3 separate regions of the Mus musculus genome follow, and regions 2 and 3 are each linked to region 1. A link is a contact called in public Hi-C data. All regions are on one chromosome and are shown on one strand. The core of a region is the stretch at or near the end of the contact, and the rest is flanking DNA. Distances in the headings are between cores, read along the strand shown. Region 1 holds the start of Sptssb (serine palmitoyltransferase, small subunit B). Region 2 has its middle 57 kb from the start of Nmd3. Region 3 has its middle 38 kb from the start of Nmd3.

Evidence for each region. A called contact is a pair of places that touch in the nucleus more often than the background predicts.
Region 2: a Hi-C map of liver shows a contact between it and region 1, with 1.8 times the contacts expected there. The contact joins the enhancer-like site here to the promoter of Sptssb in region 1. A contact is called at or near these places in 5 of 39 promoter capture datasets (embryonic stem cells, liver and stem cell-derived epiblast-like cells), 9 of 484 Hi-C or Micro-C datasets (cerebellar granule neurons, cerebellum, embryonic fibroblasts and 6 more), 8 of 115 datasets of contacts at active chromatin or transcription factors (embryonic forebrain, embryonic limb bud, embryonic midbrain and 3 more) and 2 of 9 other capture datasets (adipose tissue and embryonic stem cells).
Region 3: a Hi-C map of cerebellar granule neurons shows a contact between it and region 1, with 2.4 times the contacts expected there. The contact joins the enhancer-like site here to the promoter of Sptssb in region 1. A contact is called at or near these places in 4 of 39 promoter capture datasets (cranial neural crest, embryonic stem cells and liver), 8 of 484 Hi-C or Micro-C datasets (the N1E-115 cell line, cerebellar granule neurons, cerebellum and 5 more), 9 of 115 datasets of contacts at active chromatin or transcription factors (embryonic forebrain, embryonic stem cells, forebrain and 4 more) and 2 of 9 other capture datasets (embryonic stem cells and pancreatic islet).

What each region holds. Positions count from the first base shown.
Region 1 is chr3:69,858,460-69,861,159 of GRCm38.p6, reverse strand. It overlaps Sptssb (serine palmitoyltransferase, small subunit B), which reads left to right and starts at 1,266. Exons shown (of 3, transcript NM_133675.3): 1 at 1,266-1,329.
Region 2 is chr3:69,777,859-69,780,558 of GRCm38.p6, reverse strand. No RefSeq gene overlaps it. Among named protein-coding and RNA genes, the nearest start is that of Nmd3, 57 kb to the right of the region's middle. Within about 2 kb of position 1,343, at least 3 of the 459 cell types and tissues checked have an H3K27ac peak or open chromatin away from gene starts, as enhancers often do. A contact at or near this core is called in liver, where this site is marked.
Region 3 is chr3:69,758,840-69,761,539 of GRCm38.p6, reverse strand. No RefSeq gene overlaps it. Among named protein-coding and RNA genes, the nearest start is that of Nmd3, 38 kb to the right of the region's middle. Within about 2 kb of position 1,294, at least 7 of the 459 cell types and tissues checked have an H3K27ac peak or open chromatin away from gene starts, as enhancers often do. A contact at or near this core is called in cerebellar granule neurons, where this site is marked.

The DNA.
Region 1 (2,700 bases), core at 17-2,516:
CAGAGTCAAATGCAAGCATTGCCCAGGATGAAGACGAAAGAGATCGATCAAGGTCTGGCTGCGGGTTTCCAGCGAAGATGCTGCGCGCAAGGCACGCTAGCCCCAGAGCGGCTCTGTGCGTCTCTGCGGCACCCCGCCGACTGCCGGCCCCCTTTCCCAATTTGCCCTCCAGCCATTCGTCTGCAAAAGAATTCCCTGCACTTGTGAGTGAACCCACACAAGTTCTCTAGGCACGGTTCTCCTACTCTTTCCACCAGGGAAGGGTGGGGGTAGTTTTCAACCTTAACCTCCCTGCTACCTGGAGGAAGGTGACTGTACAGGGAGGGAGAGGGATTGTTTTACAGGTTCCAAGGCGTCAGAATTAGATGTCAGTGCCAAAGTGGCTTGTTTTCTTCCTTTGCCTTTTGACAACCGGTGAGCTGACCAGCTGCTTGGGCTCAACCCCGGGGCTCACTTTGCAGCCGGGAGCCGAGTTTCAGACTGCAGCCTTGCTCCGCGTAGACCCGGGCCTCTTCGCCCCTCATCCAAGTCTGCGACGGATGTATGCTGACAGGCATCCTCTGAGAATTGGTTAAAGCCCTACAGTATTCACCTTTGCACCTCTGGTTTATCTACTGTCGCCTCCGCTGCCTCCTCCATCTCCCCCTCCCCTCCTCCCTCCTTTTCTTCCCCATCCCCACCCTATCATCATTTGCACCACCACCAAAATACGTGCCCCTCTGGTAGAGTCGAAACTCCCCGCTGAAGCGAGGGGGAGGGCAACACCCATCCCCCCTCCTATCTCTGCCTAGGCTCCCGGTTTTACTGCAGCAATCGGAGGTGAGGTGACAGCGCCACCTCGATCTCCTCCGTAGCTCTCAGAACCCCTGCTCCCCCCAGTAAGGCAGAAGGCGCCCTCTCTTGAGAGGCTAATCTCTGAAGAAGTGCGAACAGGCTACAGAAAAAACAAAACAAACAAACCGAATTTTTAAAATGTAGAAGTCACTAGGCTGCATTCCTCCGAGAACAACCCAATCTCCCAGAACTGAGTATCAGCGCATAGGAAGTTGGGACCTTAGAGTGAAGGGGGAGGGGAGTGGTGCAGCCCGCATTCTCTTCTGGAAGGAGTCGCTGCAAGCCCTGCGGTTGGACATAAGTTTGCGTAAGAGTGTTTTCCTTTTGTCAATTATTAATCACCGGAATCAGTTTGGCAGAACTGGAGTTTTAGCAGTAGTGCAGAGGGCGGGGCCGAACACCTAACTCTGGGAGCCTCAGCTGCGCCCAACACAGTGACAAGCTAACAGAAGCTGGGGAGAAGCCAGAGCATCTAAGCTCATTCTAAGGCAGGAGGTAAGCATCTTTCAAACTACCTACGTCCAATCTAAAAGGAGCTTTCATAGCACAGAGTTTCTGTCTGCATGGGGGGAAACTAGAACTGAGCTTTAATGCAATTTATCTGCTTCTTATTTAACTATATTACAACTCTAAGAATTGAACGGTTCCTCTTGGCATTTACTATGTTGGAAACTAAGATGCTTTTCTCAACAGAAGCCAAACTTTATTATTGGAACTTTTTCAGGCAGAAGAAAAAAAATGTTTTACATTATTTTCATTATTCATTCATTCATTTGTACGGTTTGTTAATATTCAAGGAAATATCTTGAGATGCGTGTGGCTTCCTTCTTTAGGTGGTAATATTCATTTAGTTCTCTCTCTTTGGGTTACTTTAGGCAGTGGCACACAGGAGTCAGCTGCCAGCAGGTAAGCCATAGCCAGCAAAGAATGTGTCTTAGTATTTTTCTCCTGATTATTAAGCACAGTGTGTTTTCTCAGGGATGCTTATGAGATTGTCACGGCAGTCAAAATCCTCAGCCTGCAGAGGACTATGTGTCCCTGGAGGAATGCATGTCATAGTGTCTGTGGGGAGCAGGGGTTACAAGTGTTAGTCCTGACTTGTTTCAATTGGAAGGGCATTCAACTGGTTGCCAGTCTTCGAATCAGCTCAGCCCATGTGCCAATACAGAATTAGAAGATTTGTTAAATCTAAACTTTAGACCCCCAAAATCCAAATAAATGAATCAGGGGAATTGGGATGTTTGGTGTTTGTACTGGCTAGTTTTGTGTCAACTTGACACAGCTGGAGTTATCACAGAGAAAGGAGCTTCAGTAGAGGAAATGCCTCTATGAGATCCAACTGTAAGGCATTTTCTCAATTAGTGATCAAGGGGGAAAGGCCCCTTGTGGGTGGGACCATCTCTGGGCTGGTAGTCTTGGTTCTATAAGAGAGAAGGCAGAGCAAGCCAGGGGAAGCAAGCCAGTAAGAAACACCCCTCCATGTATGTCCTCTACATCAGCTCCTACTTCCTGACCTGCTTGAGTTCCAGTCTCGAATTCCTTTAGTGATGAACAGCAATGTGGAAGTGTAAGTTGAATAAACCCTTTCCTCCCCAACTTGCTTCTTGGTCATGATGTTTTGTCCAGGAATAGAAACCCTGACTAAAACAGGGTTTTTTTGTAAAAGACTTTATGACAGCAATTGTTATTTTTAATCAAATGATACTAAGAAATACACAGCCATTTTTGCCAGAAAACCTTTAAAATGATGTGTGCAGAAAACTGGGGGGAGAGCTTCATCGCTTGCTTTCCACATTTGGTTTGCTCCTGTGCCTCTTACCGTAACCACTATTTACATGAATTTTAATCGCTGTGATGACTTTGTAC
Region 2 (2,700 bases), core at 94-2,593, 81 kb after region 1:
ACTGAGGATGGGCCTGGAGGATTCAAAAGCCTTTAGCATTCCCAGTGTGTTCCCCTCTTACTCTGCTTCCTACTTGAAGAAAAGGATGTAAGCTGCCTGCCATTGCTCCAGCACCATGCCTGCCTGCCTGCCTGCCTGCTGCCATGCTCCTGACATGATGGTTATGAACTCTCCCTCTGGAACTGTAAGCCTCCGATAAACTCTTCCACGAGTTGCCTTGGTCATGGTGCTTTGACACAGCAATTTTAGACACCAGCGTACACCACTGAGCTGGACGATCTATGTGGGTGCTTGGAGCCAGAAGTTGGAGCTCAGGCTTGAGCAGCAGACTCACTTCTAAGCCATCATCTCCCTGTCTCCCTGCCTCATGATTCCTATTCCTCTAATTTAACTTAATTTCTATTTTGAGACTCCATGCTTCAGAGACACAAGCATAGGCTTTGTCCTTTCATTGAGTCTGTGGTCTCATGATCTTAGGCAATGGAAGTTTTCAGGGCTAGATAGCTTCCAGGACCACACATCAACTCAGGGAGAGGTCCCTGGAACTTGAGGATCTGTCTATTGCTCACCTAGTCCATGTGGGTGGGAGTATGCCTATACACTTGCCTCCAGTGTCCATCTCAATCTTCCCAAAACCCTACCTAGAAATGTAGCAGAGCGTATCACAGCACTTAGAGAAAGGTAATCAGACTGCTTGGGTGTGGACTCTCGTTCTCCTACCCCCTATCTGTGAAATCAGAAAGTGTTATGGCACGGTTAGGACTTACTTTCTTCAGCCATGAATTAGAAACGAAGCACCTTAAGTGGTTACTATGAAGAAATACATGTGGCATTAGAATGATGTCTTTCTTCATAGAAGTGCTGGCACTAAGACACAGTCTCCATGAGGATTTTTGTCTCTTTGTTCACTGCACTTAGAGCCTGGTAGAAAAGGGAGTCAATGGGTGTTGAAAGATTCAGGGAGTGTTTTCTCTCTGCTCTGCGACTTTGGAGCTCTGTCCCCTCCTTCTGGCTCTGGGCAATCTCTCTGATTGCAAAAGATTCTTTTCTCTTTGGGTTTCTGGCCAACATGTTATTGATGTTATTGATGTGGTTTCTGGCTCATACCCCACCTACCAGTGCTCTCAAGGTCACCAAGATGTACAGCTCAGTTTACTCTTCTCCCAACAAATCACCTCGTGGAAGAAAGAAAGAAAGCAAAACAACAACAAAAACTACGATCTGCTTGAACAGACAGAAGGGAGAAAATACAGAAGAAAAGCAAAGATTTATGGGGTGGGGGTCAGAGTCTCAAAATAGAGGTTCAGGGAATTAAGCAGTTGACTCACAAGCCTAATGGCATGGGTTTAGATTAGATACAAAGCTAGGCCCAACCATGATGGGGCAATCTTATACTAATCCCAGCACAGGGAGGCAGCAGGTGAATTCTTACAGCCCACTTACCAGCCAATCTAGCCAGTGGGACCCAGTCTCAAAACTAAAGTGAAGAATAACTGAGGAAGACCCATATCAACCTCTGGCTGTGGCTCTCATGTGTGTGTGTGTGTGTATGTGTATCACATACACACACACACACACACACACACACACACACACACACACAGCCTATAAAACCTCAAGATATTACCACACCACCCCTAGAGCTTCAGCTTATTATTATTGCTGTTGTTGTTAGCTTCCAGTTTTGCATAAATGAGTGTTACATTTGTGCAAAATATATTGACTTTTCTCTTAATAAATAATAATATGAAAGGCAGCTCTACTCACATGTCAACTGAATCTAGTTAACCTGTGATTGATAGCCTTGACATCATTATTAGCCATACTAACCAGAGTTTTCTCCTGGCTCACTTAGGATGAGCCTGGTTTTTAAGTGGCCATGTCATCGGGGTTCTATCTATCAGTGAGATATTTGCCTTCTTTGATAAGGTGTTTGTTTTTATTCGGTACACACGGCCCACATCCAGACATACCACCCACGATTTCTGAGTAGAGGTGAGTTAAACAGGTTTTGGAAATGTTTCCTACCATATCAGATCTCCTATAAAGCTGCGCTTCTCTACCCTCCCTTCCCAGTTTTGTTGTTGTTGTTGTTGTTGTTGTTGTGTTTGTTTGTTTGTTTGTTTTTAAAAGATTTATTTATTTATTTTATGTGTATGAGTGCACTGTCGCTGTCTTCAGACACACCAGAATAGGGCATCAGATCCCATTACAGATAGTGGTGAGCCATCATGTGGTTTCTGGGAATTAACTCAGGACCTCTGGAAGAGCAGTCGGTACTCTTAACCACTGAGCCATCTCTCCAGCCACAAATGTCTATTGCTGTTTTGCCCTACATGCATGTTTTTGTATGAAGGTATCAGATCTTGTAGTTACAGACAGTTGCGAGCCATGTGGGTACTGGGATTTGAACCCAAATCCTTTAGAAGAACAGCCAGTGCTCTTACCTGCTGAGCCATCTGTCCATCCCCCTCCCGTTCCTCAAAGCTGTTGGCAGTCTTCTTCCTACTCATTAGTTAAAACCTTCGGAGTTTCTTTGCCGTAAGACATACCCGGGGAGCACTGTGTGCCCATATCCCAGTTCTACCATCCCTGCTGCCTGCCAGACCCTCCTTAGCACCCATCCTCCTGAAGAGCCATAAAATCTGAACACACAGCTAACACAGCTTCTTTTAGGACAGAAACACCAGAGCTGTAACT
Region 3 (2,700 bases), core at 45-2,544, 100 kb after region 1:
ACAAGAACTCAGAAAGGTGCATATTCTGGAGAGGCACCAGGGGAGGCAGGGCTCCTGATTATTAATGAGAGGTACATGCCTGCACAGGCCAAGGTGAGAGGGCATCTTCTCAGCCAGTGAGGAGCAATCTAGCAGAACAGAAAACGTGCCCCAGGAAGGGTATCAAAGGTAGACAGAGTGAGTCAGAGTGCAGGTGGAACTGGGAGGCTCGCCCAGCCAGTCCCAAAGCCAATCCATGTGCAGCAGCCATTTGGCCTACCTCTCCCTTGCCAAATAGCAGGGTCTGAGAAGCCATGAGCTTTCCCATGTCCAAGTACATGAGTCTGGAATATTTTCCCAATAAATACTATGTTTAAGATATGCAGAAGGAAAAAATACTAAGTATAAAGCTGCAGTCAGCTTCCCTGTAGGTTCTGTGCACTAGATTGCTGGCTGAGGATGAACACAGATTTCTGAACTCCGCCTGTTGCAAAGCCCCCACAGCCTGCCTACCTTTTTAGCTTTCACAGACTCAACCCCTTCCCTCAGAGGCCATCATTCAAGTCTTCCAGTTTCTAATTAGAGTCAAGTTCCCTTTACTCTATTCTTTTAAAAAGATGTGATTCCTCTCTCATAGCTAGGCTATAGGTTCTTACCAGGCAAGAATACATTTAAGAAAACTTTTTTTTTTTTTTAAAGAAGGGTTAATATCCACAGAAATAGACACCACTGCATCTTTAATAAGCAAGCTGAGCAATTCACAGAACAAGCTCTGAGCTAGGCATGATGGCACATCTTGCAATCCCAGCACACAGGAGTCTGAGGCAGAGGAGCACCAGTTACATGAGGCAGAGGAGCACCAGTTACAGGCCAGTGTGAGTGCCATATGAAGATCCTATCTTGACCTCGCTCTCCTCCAGCCTAGATCCTATCCATGTGTGTGTCTCCCTCCCTCCCTCGCTCTCTGTTCCTCTCCCTCTTCTAAGCTTTAGCTTCATCCTTAGAACATTAAGCTCCCTCCCCGCCTGAACTTTGAAAACTGTCCCTCATTTCCTATCCCATTGGACCAGAAATAAATAAACATGGGCTTTAAAAAATATCCATGCTCTTTCTTCACCCTTGGTCTGACTTACCCTGGGAACTTACTTACTCCAGGAGATCCAACCTATGTTCCTAGCACCCAAACTGTGACTAGGTAGATACCCAAGGCCACTGCTGGGCTCATTCCAGTTCCCAGCTATCAGGGAGCATTAGGTGTACTATAGTCATGCTGAGTGTTGCAGGAGCAGGTGCCTTCTGCTCGCTGCTCAAGGCCAGCAGCAGCATCTGTCAAGCGAGCAAGAACGAAGGTTCCAGCTCAGCTCACCATCACCTGAGGCAACATTTGCTTTACCAGAAACAGTGAAACGGACGGAGGAAACAGAGTATGAAGGTGGAGAGTTCTGTAAGCGCTGTGAAGGTAAGATATAGGTGTGTCTTATTCATACTTAGGGCTTTCAAGATACTTGTTGAAATAATGACTTAGGAAAGTAGCAGTCTTTGGACTTCAACTTGCTGTTTAATAAGCATGTCACTCTATTCATAATAGGAAGCTTGCAAGGCCAGGAATAGGTGGACAGGTCACACTTCACTTCCTTTTGATGGGGCTGGGGAGAGGGTTTAGTCCATCAAGTCCACCAGGGTTCCATCCACAGAACCCCAAATTTATAAACCCAGGGATGGTGATACTTGTTTGTAATGCCAGTGCTAGACAAGACAGACAAATAGATCTCTGGTGCTTACTGCCCAGCTAGCCTGGCCTACTCAGTGGCTCTAGGCCAATGAAAGACGCCCATCTCAAAACACAAGATGAATGGCGCCTGACAAGTGACCCTAAAGTTGACCTGTCTCTCTCTCTCTCTCTCTCCCTCTCTCTCACTCACACACACACACACACACACACACACACACACACACACACACACACACACAGAAGAGGAAAGCAACTTTTACTCTTAGTAAGTTTATAGCTCCTTTAAAACTTATAGGCAGACACATTTAGATGCTTGTGGGGTTTGATCAGCAATGCACATAAAATGCTATGACACCCAGACAGCATGTCATAGCATAATTTTTTATTAAAATTGAGAACCTATAGAAAAAAATGACAGTTGAACTGGGGCCTGAAACAGAAGTGTTTTAGGGTTGGGGACATTTAAAATGAACAAAACTGACCTCATTACTAAGACTAATGGCCAGCCCTGGATTCAGAAAGAAAGCCTAGTGCTTCTCCCAGCCAACTGCTGATCGCTGCCTTCTACCACAAAAGGTCCAAGATCCACCAAAGAAGCCCCATCAGAACCAGAGGGGCAGTGCTGAGAAGCAAGCAGCCTTATGAGCAGCTTTCCCCTAGGGCCTACTAATGACTTGCGCAGCTCAGCTGAACTGTGTGCCTCCTCATTCTAGGGCTCCCCAAGGGATTCCCAAGGTGCTCTGGGTGAGCCCTGGTGACCTCGTCTGGCTGTGTGATTTGTTATCATGAAGAGTCTGGAACCTCGGGGAGGATCTAGAACTACCTGAGGCTCTAGTGTCCTGCACCATCTCCTCCAGTTCTGTAGGTGACCAGAGAACAAAGGTTCTCTGGAGACCCAGGCTGGTCTGCACACGTGTGTAGACATAAACCAGGGGATTCTCTGACCTACAGTACTTAAATAAGCTATGGGCTACAGACTGAGGCAAAGT